Regions from separate parts of the Anser cygnoides genome. Here region 1 is linked to region 2. The links are chromatin contacts, called in public Hi-C maps. All regions are on one chromosome and are shown on one strand. The core of a region is the stretch at or near the end of the contact, and the rest is flanking DNA. Distances in the headings are between cores, read along the strand shown. Region 1 holds the start of LOC106040707 (acyl-coenzyme A thioesterase 5-like). Region 2 holds the start of PSEN1 (presenilin 1).

Region 1 (6,711 bases), core at 899-3,398, 220 kb before region 2:
AAAGGGATACATGCAGTTCCAGCTTGCAGATTTCTGGATTCCCACTGAGCTCAGCAGAAATTCAGCTCACTCTCTAAGACGGGACATATCAAAATAACCACGTCTCAGTGTTAGAAATTCCAGAATGCTGACTAAACATTTGATCCAAAATTCAAAGTTCAATCTATGCTGTTTTCTTCTTCTTCGGTGGACTTTGGATCTGTATCTAAATGGATAAAAAAAGATTATTGGTTTGGAAATCATTCACTGAGAAGATTTAAATCCCTAATAATTGTAGTGGTACTTGCAGGATTTGGAGAACTAATGTATTATAAGTTAGAGACAATACGGACTGCAGTTGTAGTAGAACAACACCAAGGAGAATACGGAAGTTTAAATCATGGCTCAAGTGTTCAAACGCTGTCATCAGTGTAAGGTTTCATTTTCCAGCAACAGTAGCAGGCCATTGGAATATCACACCTCATAAAACACAGCCATCCCACAAGCAGAACAGGTAGAACTCGTCCAGAAGTCTGTTTTGCATTTGTACCACAGAACAAATGAACTAATTAAACTATTAACTTGGCTTCGGCTCTGGCGTAGCAGAGGTGGAATACTTCTATTTCCCAGAATCTGCCCTGCTGCTCTGCTCATTGGCATGTATGTGTTTCTCAGGGAGGAAAAAGGGCTTTTAAATTAGATGCCACTCAGGGTGAAAGCAGTGGGAGATTTACCAGAGGCTCACAAGGTGAAGCCTATCAGCTTTTCTGAGTATTATGCATTCTGTAGTTCGGAACAAACATGGAACGTAGTGCAAACCCTTGACTGCGAGCGGCAGCGTGCCAAACCCTACAAGCACTGTTCCCATTTCGCTTTCTGCCCCATGACAGCCACCTGCCCGAGCCTGGCCTGCCGGGAGGACGGCGCAGAGCCCCCAGACGCCGTCGCGTCCCCGGGAGATCTCGGGGAAGAGCCACGAGGCCCGTTCGGCCCCGCTCCGGGACGGGGATTTGCCTGGGCCCGGCCGGGCAAGCCGCGGGGTCCCGAGGAGCACTCACCCGGCGGCAGGAAGAGGGAGCCCCTCACGCCTCCCTCCTTCAGCCGGATCCTCCGCACGCCGGGGGCCGTGAACCACCGCTCCACCTCGGCCTTGGCCATCACCGGCCCGTGGATGGCGCCGGGCTGGCTGTGGCCCTGGTGGACCAGCATCTCCACCTTCATCGGCGTGCCGGTGCTGCGGGGGACGAGCCGCTGGTACGGCCTCTCCATGCCGGCGGGGGCGAGGCTCCAGAAGAGCCCCATGGGCTCCACGCCCGTGTAGTCCCCGCCGTGCGAGGCGTCCGTGCCCAGGTGCAGCTGCCCGCGGCCGTCCGCCCGGTAGTGCGCGCACGACTGGAAGAGGCAGCCGCGCTCGTCCGCCACCACGGCCCGCAGGGTCACCGGCTGCCCCGGGGCCAGCCCCGCCACGCGGGTGTCCACCCGCTCGTCCGCCAGCCCGGCGGCGGGGGTCACGGCCACGCTCACGGCCCGGCGGCGGGGCGCGGGGGGCGGCGGCGGGGCGCGGCACAGGGCCCGCAGCGGGGCCGAGGCGGCGGCCGCCGCTCTCCACATGACGGCGGCGGCGGCTGGGCCGAGGGCCGCTGCGCCAACGGCAATAACGGCCGGGCGGCCGCCGCCCCCGCCAGGCAGCCTCAATCGAGAGCTGAGGCCTCCCCCCCCCCGGGGCCGGCCTCCCCCCGGGCCGGCCTCGCCTCGCCCCCGCCGCCCGCCCCGCGGAGCCCGAGGGGTGCCCGGAGCCCGCCCCGGCCCTGCCCGCTCGCAGCCAGGCAGGCAGGCAGGGAGGCAGGCAGGGAGGCAGGCAGGGAGGCAGCCCGAGCTCACGGCTCGCTTTAATGAGTGACAGAAATACAGCCGGTGCGCACCGCGAGGGGCGGCCCGTTCGTTACACGCGCGCGGCTCGGAGCTGTGAGGCGCTGACCCGGTAACAACCTGTGCGAAGGCACCAGCGCCTCCCTTCCTCCGGGCGAGTGTGCCTGGCAGCCGATCGCTACTCACCATCCCCGCTCTTCCCCTCTTCTCAGAGAAAACCCAAGGGAAGGCGGGAGGGCGTTACGGCCTTGCCGAGACGCTACCACAGCCCCACAGCCCTGTGCACAAAGGGACAGGCAGCCCTGCTGAGGTGACCACATGCAGGCCCAGGTGTCACCACCAACAGGTCCACGCCAGTTCTGCTGCTTTCCCTTATGCTTCTGAATGTTCCAAAACCACGAAGTTCTCTCATTTCTACTGGATATACCCAGAATATTCTGTCAGGCTATGGGCTGTTGTCATCTATAAATTAGTTAATTTGTTATTTCAGGATGCTGGCACAGTATTGCCACACTTGTAAGTGAAAACCATATTAACACTAGATCTCAAAATTGACAGTGTTAAGGCAGATGCATACGTTTTGGTGATGTGGGAGAGGAGAAAAGAACAGTAAAATAGAAGGAAGTGCACATGGAGAAAGAGAAGATTACTGGAGGTAGGCAGAAAGAAGAGCTGCTTCTAGAAAGAATAGTGCAAGAAACCATCTCTGGTAAGGACGATGGCATCCAACACACTTCCTCTAAGGAAGCCCTGCAAGGTAAATTTTCATCCCATTTCTCAGCTCAGCTTAGTTACCTCCCACTTAAACTCATATTCAAAACAGACCCAGCCTTGCCACCATCATTTTTCCACAGCTTGGAAACCCATACCACGTACAGTAAGGAGGTCAAGACATCCCTGAGGTTAGAAGACACTGTGAAAAGAAGCAGCTCTCATGGCTCTCACTCACTATCTTCCTCAAAGAAACTCAACAGCTTATTTTCTGATGTTTTTTTGCTCTCACTCAGAGCCATATAACAAAACAAATCTGAAACACCAGCATCTTCCTCTGGAAAGTAACCTAACTCACATCACAGCTTATTTGTTGTTCCAGATGGCTTGCCATTGAGGTGCCTGTGGAAGAAGGCTTGGATCTGCTGCCAGGCACCTTTCTGTGCCTCGGAGTGTGCCTTGGGCTCCCCTCCCCACATCACAGGCTTGCCAACTAGCAGGTGCATTGAGGCTGCGCACATTGGGAAAAAGGGGGGTTCGATATAATGCCCTGCTCCAGGATAACAGACTATCTCAGGCTTTTCCTTCCCATGTGCCTGCAAATGTTTGCTCCCCTCAACTGCAAAGAATTCACTTTTCCAGTTGTGATCATCCTGGCCAACAATGAACAAAAAGCGACACTCGGCCTTCTCCAAAGGGATAAAGCTTTGGCGGTCAGGCCCTTCTAACGGGTTGTTCAGTACATCGACAATATCAACAATCCCAGACTTGTTGATCTTGATGCGTTTTCTGTCGGCACCGAGGGGGGGAATGGTGATATCCTTGTAGCGGAGCACTGCGCCCACATTCGCCACCGAGCCATTGATCACAGCGGTGGCCGTGATGCCCTTCAGGAATGAGGCCATGGAGAGGCACAGGTCACCCCCCTTCGAGAATCCAAGCAGCCCAACCCCTGGGCCTTTCACCTGGATGGGAGAGAACGAGAAACCACAATCAATAAACCACCGCTTGCTATTTCTTTGAAGTGCTGCCATGTTCGCAGCAGTCTTTGTTCTGAATTTGGACCCCAGATAGAGGCATCTAAGGTCCTGTGTGCAAGGCCCATGTCTGAAGGACCTCGGAGCACTGCTCTGTGTTTGATTTATTACCACAAGCCCTGCTGACACTGCAGCAGCATCCTAACAGAGGACACTGGAAGATGGTTAGTGAATATCTCAATTGCTCCAACATCCAAAGACCCTCTGGGCTAAAAAGGCTCTGAGACAGCACTAAAATTTAATACCTTCTGTACCTTAGCACCAGCATGACAGGCTCCACACCCACTGTCTTTGAAGCACAGAAAAGGGGGAAATTAGAAAATACAGCTCAAACTTTGCAAAACGTTGAAAACATGGTGGCAGGTATCAGTGAAGGTGTTAATGAGAGGCTAAGATACTGTTGCCAGGGGGAGATAAAAAAAAAAAAGTAGTTTTTGGGCAGAGGAGTAGCAAAAGCAGTTAGGGTTAAGGCAGCTGAAAGGCAACCAAGGCCTTTAACAATTACTCATCTTTCTGAGGCTGAGGAAGGTATTTATTTTGAGCTCTCCAGTGAGGCAAGACACTGCCTTGTGCAATTCTAGCCATGGCTGTGTACAGCTATTTGGAAGAAGACGCAGAACTAAGCAGGGCTCTCTTCCAAGAGGTGCCATCTTGATGCAGACCTAAGCAGAGCTCGCTCTCTTCCAAGAGGTGCCAGCTCAGGAACCCTGATCCCTGAGTTCACAGCCAGCTACTAAAAGCCACACACCACATACCACCATTTGGAGTGACTACAACAGCTTATTACAATACACAGCAACAAATGTGTATTTATGGACTTCTTAAGCCCTGGATCACAGAGGCGTATCACATGCTCCAAGGCTGAAACGGACATTTAGTTCTCAAGGACATTTTACAGAGCGTAAACCTCAAAGCCCTGTTGGAAGCCTGATAAGCCTCAAGGCTCCTGGTTCCCTAGTTACAACACTGGGCTGAATGAAGCAGAAATTACCAGTATGTGACCCACATGTCATTGTGTCACCCGACCAGTTCAGAAGAACAGGAATAATCTGCCAGAGAATCGCTGTAATGGGAGTTAAAGATATGAAAGGAACTATTTACAGCCAACGTGGACAGAGATGCTATTTTAAATAGAGCACTTCTGCCCTGTGTGCAGTCTGACAGGACTTAACTAATGACAATTACCAGTAGTGAGAGAGAGTCAATAAAAAAGCCAACCTGGGTGTGTTTTAACATGTAGTTTACAGCTTCTTCAAAATACTCCAGGTGGAACTCCTTCATCTCCTTGGGGAGATCTTCATAGCCGTAGAAAGCCAGAGCCAGCACAGCAAAGCCATAGTTGGCCAGCAGGCATGCCCTGTATTCAGGGAGTCCTCCCCCAGTTCCATACAAGTCAATAATTCCAGGAAAGGGGCCATTTCCTGCAACAGACCACAAAACAGATACCTTAACCCATCACTTTTCATTTATATCCCAAATTGATAGGACAGGGAATGTATCTTTAAAAAAAAAAAAAAACCATCAAGAATGGTACTAAGCATCCTAAATTCTGTGCCAATTTTCAGTAAATGGCTAAATTGCTTCAAGATTAAACAAGACAGCACAAAACAGCAGTCTTGCTAACGTTTTAGTGAACATCAGTGCTGGAAGGGAAGGGCTCCCCTGACAGTCACATCTAGTTCCCTATATAATGTAAGCTCCCTGCAAAGATACCAAGCTCTGCTTCAAAAATACCCAGGAGGATTCTCCTCACTGCATTTCTTAAAAGATGGATCCAAAAATCTCATCTTCTGATGTTCCGAGCTTCTCAGTTCCTGTGTTAATGTACTACAGCAGGTTAAGCAGGGCACTAAGGGAAGAAAATACTTGCAGTCGGCCTTGCTACCCTCATGAGGGAAACTCTGCCTTAGGCTCATCAGGAGACAGGGATGGAACGGAGCTGAGAGGGACTGCTACAAACTGATAAAGAAGTATGAAAAGGAGGAGGCCATAAGGATTCTTCATTCCTGCTCTGAATATAGGCAATCTCAGGTGTCCACACACTAATGCGCAGAACTTGGGCAACAAACAACACGAACTGGAAACTCACCACCAGCCACAGGGCTACAACGCAATCATAATCAGGGATGCTGGCTAGGACAACACGTATGATTGCACTGCTCTCATGGAGGAGCTACCAAGGGCAGGCAGGGAAGGAGGCGGGGAGGGAAAAGCGCATGCTATGTAGAAGTGCTCTCTGACTCTGTGGGGTTCCAGCATAAAACCAGAGACACACCTGGTGAGAGCCTCTGGGTCACAGGGAGAAGAGAAGATGGGAATGTGTTGGGGTATCGTGACTGCTAAAGAGCACCTGACCAAGTCAAGGTGAGAGATGAGGCTTCCTACTGACAACCAGCATAAGCCTTAACAGTTGCTGGGAGGACAACACAGCATTTTTCAGGCAATCTGGAAACCTCTGAGACCCTCTCGATAATTTGCTGACAGAAAGGCTGTAAGGGCAAACCTGTATAATGCTCTACTTGACTTCCTGCTTGGAAGTGGAGAGAAGTGGTGCAAATCTGGCAGCAAAAAGCAGCTTGGACTGCAGCAACTCTGAAATGACTGAGTTCAGGATTTGGGGAAAGGCTGGGATGGGCAGCAGCACAGTGAGGACCTGAGGCTTTTGGACAGCAATGTTCAACCCTGAGAATGACTAGCTGAGTTCCCTGGAGAGCAGCCAGGTAGGGGAAAGGTAGGTTGAGAGCCGGCCGGCACCACACGCCACCACCACGGCATTTGAAAACAAACAAGTGTTCACATACAACTGTTGGCCAAAACCAAGCTTTCCTCTGAGCAACCTACGGTTCTGTATCAACAACTAGTACGGTGACAGTTTGTGGATGGCAGTAAATGTGAGAGAGCACTGAGGGTGAGCTTCAATCCAGGGGGATTCTGGTGAATTTAGAGACTGGGCTAACAGACAGGTCATGAAGTCTTCACCCACGGTAAAGGGTGAAGGTGTTCTCTGGGCACAGAGCAATCACATGCAACCCCACACCTTGGGAAGTGACTGCCTGAGCAGCAGCCCTGCCGAAAACAACCGTGGACCCCGGGCTGAACAGCAGTCACTAAAATA
Region 2 (6,573 bases), core at 720-3,219:
AGCTAAATGTACCTAAAATTCCTTATGCTTTAATAGCTTCAAGTGTCCTTACACAAAAAAGTTGCTTACTAATATTTTCCTAAGCAAACGTGAATAAACCAGAACTAAGCAGCTGCTCTGTAACAAAGGAGAATAAACAATTATAGGAGAAAAAGGAAGAAGAGTGATGTAAGCGTGGGTTTCAGAAAAAAAAAGTAGTTTAAAGAAACAATGAGTAGACCTGCATAAATCACTGGCTTGGTTGCACAAAACGCAGCGAGCTGAATTAACAGCCACTGCTGCTAAGAGGGAAGTGCCAGTCCCCACTTCCACGCCAAGATGCTCCTGCTCCTACCTTGTGCCAACTCCAGCACTCATCAGTCCTCTCTGCAGTACGTTTAACTCAATAAAATGGAAGAAAGCAAACCCAGGAAAAGAACACAATCTTCTTGTGCTGTTGTACATTCAACCAGTGTTTGGAGGGATCTAAAAAAACATATTAATGAAGGACATGCAGACACTGCACAAAGCAAGGCCTCTCACTTTTGACAGCAACAAGCCACGAGACAGCATCTTACTTAAAACAGGAGGTAAGCTCAGTTTCATACATACAAAGATGCAGAAGCTGTTTCTTCACTGACAAATAAGTAAGTCTCTTACAAGATTAGTTTGCAGTGCTTACTAACTTCTGCAGGGATGCAGCTTACGCTGAAGGGCCATTAGGAGGCAACACCAATTTAACAGGTCTAGTGGGAGCATCCTACCGGTCTGGAAAGGCAACATAGCATTCGCTAGGAGAATGGCTCTCTTCTGTGCTTCTAATTAAAAACAGAGCGTCTAGTTTAAAACATAATGAAATGTAAGACTAAAAGAAAATAAATAGATATTACGTTGCTCTTATTTTAAAGTTTTTGCTCTAATTCTTTAGTTGGACTACAGAACATACACGATGCTGCTTTAAGTCTGCCATCTGTGAAAACCCTCAGTGACAGGGCAGCTACAGAGAAAAAAGTTCAAGTATTTTTTATCCAAATGTGGATTAGCAAAATGAGACTTCCCCACAGCATCATATCAAAATCCTAAATAAACTGGGCAAAAAAAAATCGAAAAAGAAAACAACAACAAGAAATGCCACCACAGGATCCTGCTTAAAGGCTGGTAAAGAAAACCACCACAAACCCATCCAACGAAACCAGGAACTGAGGGGCTGAGAGAAAGTGAGGAGTGCCTGAGGTAACTGACACGACAGGAACACTGCAGCTTCAATAGCAGTGTCTTAGAGATGTCAAAAACTATAGTATGCTAAAATGATCCCTTCTTAAAACTCAAGAACTCAGAAATTGCATTCAGGACATCTTCAAACACTTTTTTTTTTTTTTAATGAATTAATGCCCCCAAGTTTGAAATTTAACTACGAACGAACAAAACCTACAAACAAGCTGCGCGTAAGCAGGAGCAAATCGAGTTTTTAACCACCTTTACCTCAGAAGAGACTCTCGAAAACATTTAATTCTCTAACGAAGCTGTGATTTAAAACCAGCCTGCCTAAAGAAGTTCCTTCTCGCTTCCCTTCCCCTTCCCAGCGCCGCGGTTTCCCAGTGCTCATCACCCCCAGCGGCCGGCAGCCCCCCGGCCCCTCAAGCCGGCGCAGGGGCAGCACCCGCCGCCAACCGCTCGGGGGCCGCCGCCCCCCTTCTCGCCTCCCAGCACGCAACAGGCGGCCGTGAGGGGCCTCCCGAGCCGGCCCCGGCCCAACGGCCCCCGACGTGCGCGAGCCCCGGCAGCCGCCCCGCTCCCCTCCCGCCTCACGCCGCTGCCCCGACCCCGTCCCCGCCGCCGGCCGCACCTGGAGGGCGCCGCTCCCCCGCGGGCCCCGCCACCGGCTCCTCGCCGCCCCGCAGCCCGGCCCCGCTCGCTTCCGGCCCAGGCGCCGCCTTTCGCCGCCACCTCACGTCCGCCGCCCCAGGGCCGCAGCGCCGCGGCCCGCCCGCAGCGGGGGGAGCCGCCGGTTGAGGGGCGGCCTCGCGCCGCGACCGCGCCTGGACGCTGAGGGGAGTTCGGGCCGAGCCCGCCGGGCCCCGGGCGGCAGCAGCTATGGCTGGCGGTCCTGCCCCTCCGGCTGGGCTTGTTTACCTCACGGCGCGCAGGGTGCGTCCGCGCATTAATTCCTCTTCGAGGAGGCTACAGCACAGCTTGATTGCCCAGTGCAAGCTTGGCCGTCGTGATCACGGGATGCAAGTAAACGGGGGTTTCAAGGGAGAATCCCCCCCCCCCCCCCCAAGCACCCAGTCAAGTCATAAACGAGGGAGGCTGTTTCAGTATGATCCCACACTAAAAGCGTTATGAAAAAAAATGTACTTTGTACCTCAAAATACAAACACTAGTTTATTTCGTTTGTTTAAGCTACATGGCATCTTTTCCACAAAGGCAGCAGTAGAGCTGTGACTCACTCGTGGAAGAAACAGACATTTCCAACCTTGAAACTTACCTTGCTATCCCTGGAATTTGACAAGTAATCCACACCTCATTTTTGTATACACATAACCTCACCGAGTGACGAACACATACAGGAAATGCTATGGTCTGCATAATCACTACAAATGTAAAAGAGTAACGGCTATGGAGAGACCATGGTGAATTGTGCACGTTTAAAACTGCTGTATTTTATTATTCAACCACATTCTGGGAAGATCTACAGGAAAATGAGGTGGCAAAAGTATTGCACATTAGAATTGTGCAATACTATCCCTTAACTGAATACTGAATAGAACTTCAACAAAAATATCATGGGCATTCAACTGTCTCTGTTATTAATATTGTTTAGACCTAAGATGAAATGCCTATTACCAACACCTTACATTGGTTATGCTACATGACTACATACTAATTTGTAAGTTTGCATGTATGACATACTATGCTCCTGCATAAGAAAATATATAGAATATTGAGAAGTGTGACCCCAGTGTAAGCCAAGAGCTTCCGATTGTAAGTGTATCCACCTACAAGCAAGCTATGCTCCTGTAAGCAGCTATCTAGCAACTCCATTTAATAAAGGCATACAAAAAATAAATCCAATTCTTCTCTCTCTTAGTAATGGGAAAGTGCTAGTAGTGAGAAATAGAAATTAAATGGGAAACTAAACTTACAGTTTGGGGCCTTCCCCCTGTCCACATTTAGAGCCACAATGGTCTAGCTAGATGATTTTTAGTGCAGGCTCGTGTTCAGAGAGAAGACAGGAAGCCCTAAATTAGAAATGTAAAAAGACTATATGAACATGTTAAATATTCTAGGAACAAAAAAAAAAGTCTGAAAACAACAGCAGTAATATAAAAATATATCATTCTCGGTAATTAATGTTTCTTGAACAAGGTTTCTTCATTTCAGTGCATGCTAATGGAAACAGTACTTTAATGACATACCATTGCTTAGAATATGTAGTACGCAGAAGGGCAGTTGCACAGCGTGATTATGATACAACTTCAGTTACAGTATAAACCCCAAGCCCAGCTCCACGATGAAGTCCAGATCAATGACCAGCATATCTAGTTCTGTTGTGGAAACTGCTATTTTCCCCCTCTATACATTAAGTTTTGAGGTACTTAATTTCTATCATGCAATGAATCCATTGTGGCATATTGCACTGAATACACATAATTTCCAAATGGCTTGTTTTCACTATACCACTATTATTCTGTGCATTAACATACTAGCAATACTAAATTGCGTATTCAGGCAGTAAAGTGTTGTAATTTAGAGTCTTCTCCTGATTTTTTTTTTGCAACTTAATCTTGAAATAATTCTGTTCCTGTGTGTTGAAAGAAAAAATACTTAAAGGGAAGTTACTTGAAGAACCTCTCAGCAGTATGCAGATTTGTGATCTACCCTGCAGCATCACACACACACAATATATTGTTATCAATGGGAAGCAGTAACACTAATTTGAGTAATAGGTGACACCAGAGGTGATTTTTTAAAGCAACAGCTTGCATTAGAAAAGAGGAAAACCTTGTTGAAGTACTTGCAAAAACCATACAGTGTAGTGACCGTTCCTTCTTCCTTCCATTACAGATGAAAGCCTCAACTTCTATAAAATTAATTTTTTAGTATGTTGCAACAGAACATTTAACATTCCAGTTTAAGTTTTAGATGTCTTCCTCAGAGATTCCTCCTTTGGTCTCCTTAAGAAGATTACAAGCTTATGTCCAGTTCATAAATAAAAGTAGAAGATAGAAATACAGCTTTAATGTAGGGCAAAAGAAAATAAGCTGAAGTTTCATAACTTGATCTTTCCCTGAAGAATCTCAACAAGCACATCAGGCAACCTGTCTCACAGTAGCATTACAAGGCATCTGCTGTCTTTTGCCTGTTTAAATACTAATTATGACAGAGAATGCTGTATTAGAACAAAAAGCACCCATGAAGTTCACCTCTTCTCTATGTGTACTAAAAACAGAACAAATTTTGAACTACTTTAGAATTTGGCATGTTTTTTGGCAAATACTGATCCAAAACTATGGAGAGAATGGGGAAGTTGCAGCAAAAAAAAAAAGGAAGATTGCAGCATGTGTGTAAGCTTCATGCAAACTTAAGCATAACATAAAGGTAACATCCAAGCATTAGACTTCAAGGTAAAGAGCATTCTGTTGCAGGGATGAGAAAGAACACACTGGGATCACATCTGTATTTGCAGGCTTCTAGTGACCTGAAGTGCCAAGTTTAAAAGAAACACCCCTAATTTGTGAACACTTCTTGATTCATTGGATTCAGAAAGCAAACATTAAAATTGCATGTTGCACTGCACAAGACTCAAAAAAATGTCAGTCCTTAAATCAAATATATACATTTTTAATATCTGAAATATTTACATGGTGGAACCTTTACACGATCCCATTTGTTAAGAACAGTGTTTTCAAGTGTCCTCTCCAGATACAAAGAACTAGTAACTCAAGGTCACAGTTATGTTTTCTGGACAGGTCAACCTGTATCCTTCAGTTAAATACAATACAGAGATACTGGAACACCTTTACTTAATTTGTTTGCTATTAAGAATTGTGTTTAAAAATTAAAAATGTTTGACAGTTTGCTCCCTGGAACACAGTCCTCCTGCAATCAAGACAGCTCATAGCACATTATTGATTTGTCTTCTTACCTGGGTATGAGATAAAAAATGCAGTTTACAGTACATCTCATCATTTGTATCACATCAGCCTATTTATAAAAATCCATACAAACAATGCAGGAAAATATCACCCTCTTTGTGGACAATAGACTGCTTACAGTAGAAAACAAAAGTCAGGGCTTGTTTTAACAGTATGGATAAAAACAAGACTTCAGTTTTGTTTGAAAAATTTATGGTTTAGTTTTTGTCAACTGCTACACTCAGTTACATCTCTGAAGCTTCCCAAGCAGGTGTTTTTTCTTCTTTAAGTTCTAAAAAAAAGTTTTTAAAAATAACTTTAAAAAAATCTGATTACTTTGGAGACAGAAGGGATAATAGAGAAGGGATAAAATGAAATTCAGCAGAAAATAAGCTAGGTTTAAAAAAAATTAAATAGCACTTATTGAATTGCGGTCCTGCTCTTGTTTTAACTGAGCTGAGAATAAAAAACTTCCTGCAATTTGCACTTTCTAGGAAAGAAGCAGATCATCTGCAGGAGATTAACTTCCCAGCTTTACTAGTAACTCTAAATGGGCAATGAAGTACCAAGACTACTTCTGGTTCATGTCAGAATCAGAAGGGAACTTCTTTTCCAGAGGCAGTAAAGGACCAGAAGAACACACAAAGCTGTTCTGTGAAAGCAGCTCAAGCCGCTTATTTTTGAATTGTGTTCTGATCATTCCTTAAATAAAAATAGGGAGAGTAGGAAAAAAAAGCTGATAAATTTGCAGTAAAATCATCTGTCTTCGTACGTAACTGATAATAGTTCCACATTAAGTGCAAGTGTTTTGCAAAATGGGCCTTTTTTTCCCTAATATTTACAAGAATCAAAGTAACATAACAAGATAACCAGAGAGCGTGTACAGTAGCTGCAGCTTATAAAACATACCGGTAATTGTACCTGGTGAATTATAAAGAGAACCAATGCAGGATTTCAGATAACTAACTGAGAAGGGTAAAGGGGGCCTCAAAGCAGAGGACAAAAAAATTCACATTTTCTACATAAAAAAATACAGGTCTCAAGTCTCTGAGAACAGAGAAAATTCAAAGTCTTTGAGCGATGGAAAAAAAATTGAAAAATGGAACCCTAGAAGCAAGGAGAGTGCTTTATTTCACTAGACCAATCTTCTTGGCTTCTGTCTCGTATATCAACAACCTCCACATTTTGACTATGAAAACTTCAGCTTCTTCATCTAGTACCTGTAGGAAATACATATTTTATAGATTATTTTTTAGGTTAGGCATTCTAGTAATCAAGATTAGTCCTAGTAGACATATCAAAGTCTGCCATTTATAGTCAAAGGAATGACAATACCATTTTCTATCAAAGTAGAGCTAATCAAATCAAAGTTAAGCATTTGAGTGAGGCATTAGATAAATTTTATTCATTTCATCTGTCCTGCATTTATCACCTGGCTTGACTTCAGTATATACCT

The links. Hi-C and Micro-C count contacts between places; a contact is called where the count stands out from the background.
Region 1: a Hi-C map of liver shows a contact between it and region 2, with 2.4 times the contacts expected there. The contact joins the promoter of LOC106040707 here to the promoter of PSEN1 in region 2. A contact is called at or near these places in 2 of 7 Hi-C or Micro-C datasets (both in liver).

Annotation. Positions count from the first base shown.
Region 1 is chr5:31,630,204-31,636,914 of Taihu_goose_T2T_genome, reverse strand. It overlaps LOC106040707 (acyl-coenzyme A thioesterase 5-like), which reads right to left and starts at 2,148. Exons shown (of 4, transcript XM_013188782.3): 1 at 1,038-2,148. The coding sequence starts at 2,037. LOC136786302 (acyl-coenzyme A thioesterase 1-like) reads right to left here. Exons shown (of 3, transcript XM_066998715.1): 2 at 4,815-5,017; 3 at 2,824-3,524. The coding sequence ends at 2,919.
Region 2 is chr5:31,410,583-31,417,155 of Taihu_goose_T2T_genome, reverse strand. It overlaps PSEN1 (presenilin 1), which reads right to left and starts at 1,969. Exons shown (of 11, transcript XM_066998699.1): 1 at 1,826-1,969. RBM25 (RNA binding motif protein 25) reads right to left here. Exons shown (of 18, transcript XM_066998686.1): 18 at 4,804-6,337. The coding sequence ends at 6,245.